Regions from separate parts of the Pan troglodytes genome. Here regions 2 and 3 are each linked to region 1. The links are chromatin contacts, called in public HiChIP or PLAC-seq maps. All regions are on one chromosome and are shown on one strand. The core of a region is the stretch at or near the end of the contact, and the rest is flanking DNA. Distances in the headings are between cores, read along the strand shown. Region 1 holds the start of SGO1 (shugoshin 1). Region 2 holds the start of RAB5A (RAB5A, member RAS oncogene family). Region 3 holds the start of KAT2B (lysine acetyltransferase 2B).

Region 1 (3,552 bases), core at 404-2,903:
ATTGCATGAATCACATCTGCTCACAAGATTGCTCCATTGTCTCATCAGACATCACTTACAAAACATAAGTTCAAATATAAACTCCTAAGCATTTCAAGACGGCAACAGCAGAGCATTAAACCAAATGTACAGCCCTTCTAAGTACCGGTTGCCTGCTCATGAAGCTGGCCCTTCTCTCTGCTCTCATGTTCCACTTCATAATTTTCTGACCTCAAACAACAAAAAACCTCTCTGCCCATTCCTTCTTGATGCTTCTACACATATAAGCCACATTGCCCAGTGGCAGTAAACTGAGGGTTAATGGAGTTGGTCTGGTTAACTTGGAAAACGAGGGAGTTGTTGGCTGGAGAAGGGTGTTTCAGCCTCTTCCACTCAAGCCAGGATGGGTACCCAGACTAGAGCAAGCATGTGTTAGCTACCTTTAAAAAACAACAACACACCTTCATAAAGAATGCCTAGATTCAAAACATTTGTTTCGTTTTCACTTATTTGTTCCTTTATTGTCCCAGTGAATATTTACTACTTACTTCAAATTGCAACGAGATGCTGACAATGTAGCTATGAACAAAGCAGATGTAGTTCCTGCCCTTATTCAACTTCAAGAAACAGGCAATGAACGACAAGTCAGTGTCACAAGGAATACCAAGGGGAAAATGCAGGGCACTAAGAAAGTGTAAAGCAGATACTCAGGGGCTTTAGGGGTAGATAAGTCTTTCTGGAAGAATTCATCTGTACAGTGAAACTTCAGTATACATAGGAGTAAGTTCGGCCAAGGGAAAGAATGTTCTTGACAGAACAGCATTGGCAAAAGTGGCAAGAACTTTAAGAAAATTAAAGAAAATGTACATGTGATGGAACCAGGAATCATGGGGCTCTTTAAGGACAAAATATCTTAAAGGAGTTTGAAATTCACCTCAAATGCAATAGGGAGCCATTGTAAAGTTTCCTATTTGATACTTGTTTTGTAAAAATATTAATCTATGAAGAATATAGGGAGTGGAGTCTGCGGTCAGAGTGGGTACTAGTGCAATTTAGGGAATGAGATTAGGCTGGAAGCTAGATTGGGGGGAAAAAGATGGGCATGAGAGAAACTTGGAAAGTAGAGTTGAGAAGATCGTGTGACCGACTGGACGGGCAAAGGTTAAGAGAGGATAAATAATCATTAAGGACGATTTCTCAGGCTTCTAGTCGGTAACTGGATGGATGTTGGTGCCATTTCTCGAGAAGAATTAAAGAGCCAGAGATAGCCGGCAAAGAGAAACATGGAGCTAGAATTTTCAGGTAGCTGCAGTTTCCCTAATACCTTTTTAATCCAGAATTTGCTCCTTGTTTTGGTTTTAATTCCTCTAAAAGCTGCTTCCGTGTTGCAAGCTGGCTGACCGCTTTAACAGGCAACCAAAGAGATTCTTCTCACAAGAGGGAGGCTTTGAGCACAACCCGGGACATTTGAAGCTGTCAGACTGAAGAAACAGGAAGCTTTGAACTACCTATCACACTCGGCCTTAAAGGTTTCGGAGTAACTCCACCCGTAAAATCCCCACGACTCTGATTAGAAAGTCCCGGCGGGTCGCCGAGACCCGACCGCAGGCTCCTCCCCAGGGCCGGGTGGATGCCCGGATGTGGACTTGAGCGAATGTGCGTCACGTGACGCCGCCTGGCGGGGCGGGACTCTGCCTGCGACGGTGGTGTTGGGTGCATCCTGCGCCACGTGACCGCCTCCCAGCCAACCAATGGAGGAGCGAGGCGGAAAATTTCGAATGTGGCGGCGGTAGTTCCAGGCGACGGCGGACGGTGGTACGGTCCTGGAGGGCCCAGTGCGCGGGGCTAGCCGTGGCTGGAGAGCTTCGAAGAGCCTTGAAATGTGAGGAGGAGGAAGATAGCTGTTGCAGAAGTAGTGGCCAAGGTATCGTTCTGGACGCGCCTGCGGCAGGAGGGTCGCCGCGTCCACTTCCGCCAGCCCCACCTCCCCTCGCCTTCCTGGAGTCCCTGAAAGAGGAAGAAGTAGGTTTTAAGGTGCGAAACAACGGCGTAGTGATCCCTGTTTGACTTCCCTTCGGTTTTCAGTATCGTTCTAAATTCGGTGGCCGAAAGCTCGGGCTGTGGAGTCCCACTCGCCGCGCTTTTCGCCGTTCAGCCACTCGATCTGCGCTTTCAGATGTTCCGGCTTCCATGGAGACCCTAATTTCCTACTTTGCAAAATTGTGTAGATTAAGTGATGTGCAAATAAAGCTTTTACAATAGCTAAAAGCCTGGCTCAACGTAAGGACACAAGAAAATTGACAGCAGTTCTTTGTGCAGCGTGATACCGTTGACGTCTTCCTTGTCCAGGCCATTCTCTTCCTCACTTACCCTGGAGAGGCCGGCACTGACTAGTATCCTACCTGGCTGTCTTCGCAGCAGGACTAATTGGAGAATTATGGACGGAGATCAAATATGCTAGGTTCTTTAAATCCAGAGCGCTTACACGAGTACTGTACAGATTGAGGCCGTCATCTCACGCTGTGGTCTGTCTTTGCTTTCATCCCTTCTGTCTACCACACCCCCTGCTAATAACCATCGCCTTATTTAGACAGGATATAAAACTTTTGATATGGCAAGTTTCTTTTGTGATTTTTAACTTGATTAAAAGTAATAACGAAAGCTTTTTAGATAAGGCTTTGCCTTTAAAATACCTTAACTAAACTAGATCCGTTACTTAATCTGTATGACTCTCAAACATCTCCAATTCTAACTTAGTTGTGTAAAACAACCCCTTTACCGTTCGTGCTTTTAAAAATAGCTACCCTATCTCTGCTAGGAACCTCCCAGTATATATTGTATATACCTTGGTAGAAAGAAAGTTCTTAAGTGGTATCTACAATACCTATATTTAAGATTCCAGACACTGCATAGAGGAAAATAAGGCCTGGAGGAAATACTCAAGATTAAGTGTAAGGTTTAGGAAAATATTTGACTATCATAGAGGAGATGAAGATATCCTTTGTAGTGAAAATTCTGTGCATAGATTGTTATTGGAAACAAGTCTTTTTTTTTTTTTTTTTGCAATTTTAAGATCTGCAAAGTGCAATCTAGAGTAAAAGATGTTTGTGAAAAGTGGTTTGACATGTTTAGTAGCATGCTAAAGCCTACCTGATTTGCAACGTTGAAAGATTAAGTATAGTTATGTATTTAATACTCAACGTTTAACTGTATGTACAACAATATTTAATGTCTGATTTGTTATGTTCATAATTTACTGGGAGTTAACAGCCCTAACTTTTAGCCACACTTTCAGAATACTAGAGTGTTCCTCTGCCCAAGTTCCTGCTCTAGCTCTGTACTTGTTACAATAGCCTATTAAAATTGTATGTAGTGCTACATAGTTTAAACCTCTAAGGAGTACCTTGACTTTCTTGAGACTGTGTGCATATCATAAGTGATAATTGCATTTAAAGAGTATGGAAAAATAGTTGAATGACCTAATCTGATGAATTAATCATTAGAGAAGAGCTGGAAAACAAAACCCAAATATATAATTGCCTCAGAACTAATGCTGTAAGCTTAAGCAGTAAA
Region 2 (3,552 bases), core at 451-2,950, 230 kb after region 1:
CTTTTAAGGTTTAAAGCTACTTAATTGTGGCTACTCCCCCTAAGGATCTCAAACAGGAAATAACTAAAGTTAATGGTAAATATACACTTAGCATAACACTAAGGTTAAAAATTACGTGCATTCATTTGTATTCACTGCTTATTGAAACTTGTTTTGCAAAACAAGAATTTTGCATAATATACATTTGTAATCTTTTGAAAATAACTGTTATTCATTCTATAGTTAAAATCCTTCTAAGGGTTCTTTGATCAAAAAATTGACCTGGGCACTTATTTTGTGCCAGGCACTGTTCCATGTACTTTGTTTATACAAATGCTGAGTTATCACTTCCATTTTACTTTAGGAATAAAGTTTATGAGCAGTCTTGAGTATTCCCAGAGGTGTACAAGTGTTTTTTTCTTATTATGTGAAAGGCAACTGATTGAACGCTTTGATTCCATTTAAGCAAGACAAAAACCAAGTATGTGAACTACGACGTTCAGAACTTAACAAGTTTGAAAGTCTCAGAGGTAAGCAGCTTCCAGGGAAGATAACGCCAGAGCAAGTTCCATGGTCTCTACCCAGTGAAGGAGTTCAGCGGTCCTGTTATCTTGAATTTATTTAACGCTGTAGTTCACTACCTTCCAAACAGAAAACAAGTCTCTAGACAGCCTATTTTGACGAGCCTCCCACCCACCGACACTACTCATCTTTGGAAGTTGAAGGTAGGCGGAGCTCCCCACATTGACACCTGCAGTAGGCCCAGGTTCCTGCTTGTCTCGCACCTGAGTAGCTAATAGCCAACTACAGATCGCCTGGATAAGCAGCACTCGCCAGGTCCCTTGGCCTTTCCAACCTCCTCCCCCGAACCTGATTTGCTTTGACCGAGACCCCCAGGACTGCCAGGACAGGGACCAGGCGGAACCGCGGCCTCCAGTACACTTTCCACGGCGCCATCTTGAGAAGGGAAAGGGTGACACCCGTCGCTCCCTCAGTCAGGCCCCAAATCCCGGTCTCCAGAGCCCCTTGAGGATGAGTCACCAGGGCTGGCAGAACAAGACGCCGGGTTCGATAGTTCTCTGGTCCAGGGCACTGCTGCGCGTGAGGGAGAAGGGGTGGGGGGTCTCAGTACCGGCAGGGCCGCGGACAGGCTGGGGACCGCGGATAACCTGGGGTCCAGGCCCCCGCTGCGCAGGGGGAGGGGCGGTTCGGTTCGGTTACCTGAGACCGCAGCAAGCGGAGCTGCGGGGCCGAAGCTTCCTGGCAGCAAGGCCCAGGCGTGGCCCGTAGGATGAGAGTGTATCTATGGCGGTGGTGGTGGCGGCGGCGGCGTCGCCTGCTCTTCGCGCCGCTCCCCTCACACTGGACTGTGCGGGGCTCGTGCCGTGGTGCCGCCCCTGTCGGGCTCCGTCTCCGCCTCTCGCCGCTCCGCCTTCCTCTTTCCTTTCTCCTCCTCCGCCGCCGCCGCCGGCGCTGGAGTTCCGACTAATTCTTCCTCCTCCTCCTCCCTCTGCCTCCTCCCCTAAGGCCAGCCGCCGGCTCCTTCACGAACCAAAACACAAACACTCAAGTCCCACCGCCGGAGCCACTTCCGCTGCCCGGTGCCGGCCCCGCCGCCACGTCGCTGCACGCAGCGAACTGCGCCACTTCGTCACTTCCCATCATCGCCAGTCCGCCCGCTCCTTCCGCTTCCCCGCCCCTTCCCGAATCCCTCCCCGCCTAAGTTTGTTCGCGGGGCGGGGCGAGGCAGGATATCACGTGACCCTGCGAGTGGCTCAGATCCGAACTGGCCGCCTTTCTCCCCTTCCCCCACCCCAGGTACGCGCGGCCATGCCCTCTCCAGCGCCATTGTTATTTCGGCTGGGGGTCTCTGGGCTCCCGGCGGCCGGGGTCGGGGGAAATTCCTTTACTATTCTTTGGGGGAAGATCAAAATAACTTGTGTTTTTTTGTTTTTTGTGCCCAGCCCTTGTGGGAGCGGCGAGGTTCCCTCACCCCAATCCTGGCATCTCGGCTAAGGGGCTTTATTAGAGGGAACTTGTCTAGCACGAGAGAACCTCCTCCCACAAAATGGCCCTGGGGTTGGGTAGGTCGGTAAAGGCTGCTAAATCGCATTTACCCCAAGGAGGAAGAAAGGACTCTCCCTATCCCAAAAGCCGCCTTTAGGCGCCTGACAATAATAAGTCGCTTCTGTTAAGAGTTTACGTGGTTTTGGTAGGGGGCGGGGAAGGCCAAATCCTAAAATAGTGTCTACCTTTTATTCAGAATTTCCCTTCGCTCTTTACTGTACTAAACGCTTTACAGGAATTATCCCATCGAATTCTTACACTCGTCTTTCATTCTGAAACTAACTTGTTAATCGTCTGTTCCCTACATTCGAATTTTAGCTCCCCTTGGTGGTCCTCACCGCTGTAAATCTATGTCTAGCCCAGTGCCTGGCAGCCAAGTCTTCAGTTGTAGTTGTAGATGTTTTATAGGTAAAGAATTTGAGACACAAGTGATTGAGTAACTTGTCCGAGATCACGGCTGTGTGGTGCAGAAGCTGGATTCTGATCTGCGGCGGGTTGGCTCCAGAACGTGAGTTGTTGAACACAATTCTGGTGAAAGACAACCCAAGACGTTCGTTACCCTCCAGGGGGGACCTACTGAAGATGTGCTGCTTTAGTTGAATCCCACACCACAGTCAGTCTCTGGCGAGGCTTCAGCCACCACCCCCTCCCCAGCCTCCGCCAAAAAAATTGATAATTTGGTGGAAGAATATTAAATTGATTTTCCTTCAGAATAAAGGCTACTTTTCAGTTTGCAGTTTACAATGTATAGCTCTGTTGTAAGGGCGAGAATATTGTCTTTGAAGTGTACCGGGTTAAGGTATCTTATGGGCGTACAGTCGGCGGCATTGTGCAATTAAGATGATTTGAACTTTGAACAGCCCGTCTTTCAGATCAACTACCTAGTTGCCAGAAGAACGTAATGTGTCATACGTAAATGATACCTGTGGTATTTTATTCTCAAGGAGTTGTTCAATATGGACTATTAATCATGGTAATAGCTCTGGGACAATCCCAGGAGGAGTCAGGAAATAGGATATGTGACATCAGTTTTGTCATGTCAACAGTATGCCCAAAACCAAACCTATTCCACTCCAAACCTGCTTCTGCTTAGAGACTGGCATTAACATCCTCCCAGTCACCCAGACTTGGAACTGCAGAATCAGCTTCACCTCTTTCTTCTCCTCACAAACCATTGTCCATTCTATCAACAAATTATCTAATCCCCAAATTTGAAGTCTAATCCCAACTCCTGGTCCATGGTAGTGTTTATATAAACTGAAATTAATGCATACTGCTGCTCTTTCTGTCCATTCTTTATACTTTAGCCACTCTACTAAAAAATGTTCAATGCTATGTCATTACTTGACAGTCTAAAGTTCTTTAACTCTAGTCCCAACCCAAGTTTCTTTCATTCTATTTCTATAGAATTCCTCTCCCCATACTCTTTATTTGTTCCCTGATCAGACGTATCTAGTCTGTGTTCCCTGAATATTGCCTGTGTGTTGCCATCTTGATATCTGATCA
Region 3 (3,552 bases), core at 789-3,288, 140 kb after region 1:
CTTGTTCTTAATTCTGTACATAGCTCGCCCTTCTGCCTACTACAGTCAGTGTCCTGTTCTCATTCGTCTAATGCCCTTCATGATCAACTCCTGGGCTTGCACCTTTCTTAGAAGCACACTCCCCACTTCATCTTTTTTGCATTCCTTCTTCAGAAATAACCACATAGCATTATTATTTGTTTCTGTCTTTTCTGCTAAAATCAAAGGGGACAAATAATATATTGTCCAGGTCTGAATTGGAATGTGGTCTGTGGACTAGCATAGCATCACTTGGGAGTTTGTCAGAAATGCAAACTCTCAGCTTCCACCTCAGACCACCTGATTCATAATCAGCATTTTAACCAGCTTCCCCAGGAGATTCCCATGCACATTAAAGTTTGAGGAGCACTGGGCTAGATCCTACATTCACTCAACAAATATTTATTGAACCAGTGTAGGATACAGAGGTGCTTAACATAAACCTGAGCGTATGGTGTGGAAAAAGAGCAAGCATAGACATTCCATTGTGACTGAGAAGCTCCTGCAAGTACCAAGAAGAGTATAACCTAGATGTTCTAGTAGAATAAATTATAGTTATGTCAAAATTCAGAAGTGGTCACTGCAGCTTGGTTGTGACAATCGGGAATCTGGAATCTGGGAACTTGACCCTCTTTGCAGCAGGCAGGAAGAATACAGGGAGGTGTGAGTGTGTGTGAGTGTGTCTCTTCCCTGCCTCAGCCACAGGCCGCAGGAGCTGACAAGGCCAAGTCCCCGCCCCCCTCAGCTGTCACCCTGTCAAAACAAAGCCGCTGCTGACAGCGCAGGGCCAGCCTGCCCCGCGGCCTCGGGCAATCCTCCCACCTCGGGAACACAGCCTCCACATCTGGATCTGCAGCTGGGGGTGACAGGGTGCCTAAACTGGCATGGAGAGTGGGTAGCAAGAAATGGGTGTCCTCAAACTGAGCAGTAGCGCCCGCCGCGCTGGGCTGTCACTTTGCCAAATCCTGTTTACACCTCGAGCAGCTGGGACAGCGTTTTAACTAAACAAGTAATAATACAATAATGACAGGGCTGTCACCGCGCGCGGCAGTGCCTCCGCCCCCAGCCGAGGGCGCCAGGCGCCACAAGACCCTCGCCTCGGACTCTGCCCACCTTCCCACCCCGCGCTTTCCTCCCATTCGCTTTCCCAAAGCGCCAGGAGTCCGGGAGTCTTCTCCACCCCCACTCCTTGCACCCAGTTCCTCCCAGTGGGACACAGGAAGGGATCGATTGCAGAAGGGACCACTCAGTCCCCCAAAAGATTTTTCCTTGCCCCTGGGTCACCCGCCACATGGAGAGCACCGCTCCACTCCCGGGAAAGTGACTCCAGCGAGCTCCTACAGAGCAACAAAACCCCAAGGTAGCCCAGGAGCTCGGATGCCGAAGCTACTCCTTTCAAGCGGAAGGAATGAAGGGCTCTCCGTCTTAGTGATCCCCCTTCTTCAAACCCAGCAGGACTCTTATCCAAGAAGAAGCTAATTGGGCGCGGGCGACAAGAGTACTTCCGCGGTGCAGCGGCCCCAGGCGGGAGGCGAGAGGCAGGAGGCAGGAGGCGGAGGTGGAAGCGGGAGGGGGAGGGGGGTCCCGCGGGCTGGGCCCCTAGCACCCATCCGCGGTCCGAGAGCGGCGAGCGCGTACCTTGCAGGCGGAGTACACTCCGAGTTTCTCCAGTTTCTTGGCCCGCGGAGCGGAGCGTAGTTGCGCTTTCTTCACGGCGATTCGGGCCGAGCCACCGCCTCCCGGTCCTTCGGCCGTGCCCGCTGCAGCCACTGCCGTCGCCGGACCGCAGGCGCCCGAGCCCCCGGCGGCAGCGGCGCAGGGGGAGCCCTGCGGGGGCGCGGGCGGAAGCGCCGCAGGCTGCGGGGGCAGCGCCCCGGGCCCGGCCCCTGCCCCGGCTCCTGCCCCGCAGCCGCCCGGCCCGGCCCCGCCAGCCTCGGACATGCCGCCCCGGAGCACGGCAGGAGGCGCCGAGTGTCAGGCGCCGCCGCCGCCGCCAGGGTCTCCCTCTCGGGCTCTGGTAGTCGGGAGAGCGAGACCCTCCCCCCACGCCCTCCCGCCCCCTTCGCCCACCCCCCTCCCCGCCCCCGCCCCCGCCCTCCCCCTAGCGCGCCGCTCGCCCGGCTCGCTCTGGCCGGGCCCCGCGCGCTGATGGTGGTGGCGGCGGCGGCAGCGGCGGCAGCTGCTCCCCCAGGAGGGAGGGGACTAGCGGCTCCGCTGCCGCTGCCGCCGCCGCCACAGCACACGCCCTCCCTTGGTTCTCCTGCCCGGGACTCTGCTCCGTGCCCTGGCTGCGGACATGTTCCTCGGGACTGAGGACTAGGTGTGCGTGCCGGGGGCTGCCAGCCTCACGGTGTCTGCCAGCGCTGGGAGGCCCCCCACGGCCTCTTTTCCGCTGCCCGCGGGGTTTGCACCCCCCACCCCAGTGCCTCGACACCTACCGCTCGCCCGCCAGGGGGCGAGGCCAATCCCTGGGTGTGGGTGAGGGTGGGGACGAGGGTGGGGGTAGGGGCCTGGAGCCCAGGCACCTGCTGGCCACCTCCCCCCTCCGCGGTCCCCCATCCGACCCCCGCACGCCTGCACCAGTGGGAGGGGGCAGCCTCTCAATCATTTGTCCTTTCACTCTCTTCCACCCTGTCTCTGACAGAGAGACAACTTCCTCCACCCTAGCGGGAGCCAGAGGAAAAAAATATATATTTTTGAAAAGTACCCGTCCATGCTAATCCTTTTCTTTGTTGCTAATTCACCAAAATAAAGACGTGATGTTCTCCCTTTCTCTTTTTAAATACTTTCTGTCAAACTATTTTTGAATATAATTAACACTTTCTTCCCATAGCAATTTCTGGGTCAAATCTGCCGGAGGAGGGGAAAAAAACTTACTATTCTCTCTAATTTTTGTTTGAAAGTGCTGGTTGCTAAAAGAAAGATTGTCTAAAAAGCATTGTCAAAAACTATGCAGTGGAAAAAGTTTGAATACAAAAAGTTTGTTAACAGGATTCGTTTCTGGGTGGTGGTTCTATAACGTTACGTAGTTTTCAAAATTGTGCCACCAGCGTGCGTATTAACCAGGAAAAAGATATAAGCATAATTCAAAAGAATAAATATCGATTTTGGCCTCAAACTTTAAAAAGAAAAAAAAAACCCTCAACTCAGTGTTTCCAACTCTTGTTGAAAACTGTTGTTTTCACTGTTGATGACTGTGAAGCATACAAGTCAGTGCTGCGTTTGAAAGTGGTGTACCGTTGATCGCCTTCCTAACGCAGGTTTTAAAAGCCCAGGGCTGTTTCTCAGGACCCTTCAGAAGTGCCCTACTTTTTGTTATATGCAATGTGGGTCATAATGTGCTTATTATCAGATTTTATGCATGCTGTATAGCTCTCAGGCCAGACGCCTTAAGGGGTGTGCTTTTCGTTGGAAACATTCCCCTTCTTCTTTTTCCAGATTCTCTGTGTTATTTTGACTTGTAATGCAGGTTAATATATAAACATTGGGAGGTGGGGGAGTTTGTAGATCTAAACAGTGATATTAGTTTAGACA

What was found. HiChIP or PLAC-seq counts read pairs in DNA pulled down with a chosen protein or histone mark.
Region 2: an H3K4me3 HiChIP or PLAC-seq map of stem cell-derived excitatory neurons shows a contact between it and region 1, with 3 times the contacts expected there. The contact joins the promoter of RAB5A here to the promoter of SGO1 in region 1. A contact is called at or near these places in 1 of 7 Hi-C or Micro-C datasets (stem cell-derived neural progenitor cells) and 1 of 1 datasets of contacts at active chromatin or transcription factors (stem cell-derived excitatory neurons).
Region 3: a contact with region 1 is called in an H3K4me3 HiChIP or PLAC-seq map of stem cell-derived excitatory neurons, with 3 times the contacts expected there. The contact joins the promoter of KAT2B here to the promoter of SGO1 in region 1. A contact is called at or near these places in 1 of 7 Hi-C or Micro-C datasets (stem cell-derived neural progenitor cells) and 1 of 1 datasets of contacts at active chromatin or transcription factors (stem cell-derived excitatory neurons).

What each region holds. Positions count from the first base shown.
Region 1 is chr2:24,172,168-24,175,719 of NHGRI_mPanTro3-v2.0_pri, reverse strand. SGO1 (shugoshin 1) reads left to right here and starts at 1,653. Exons shown (of 8, transcript XM_063805526.1): 1 at 1,653-2,593.
Region 2 is chr2:23,941,118-23,944,669 of NHGRI_mPanTro3-v2.0_pri, reverse strand. It overlaps RAB5A (RAB5A, member RAS oncogene family), which reads right to left and starts at 1,700. Exons shown (of 6, transcript XM_016940563.4): 1 at 1,201-1,700. It overlaps EFHB (EF-hand domain family member B), which reads left to right and starts at 1,734. Exons shown (of 15, transcript XM_054680429.2): 1 at 1,734-1,797.
Region 3 is chr2:24,032,547-24,036,098 of NHGRI_mPanTro3-v2.0_pri, reverse strand. KAT2B (lysine acetyltransferase 2B) reads right to left here and starts at 2,038. Exons shown (of 17, transcript XM_016940564.4): 1 at 1,657-2,038. The coding sequence starts at 1,959.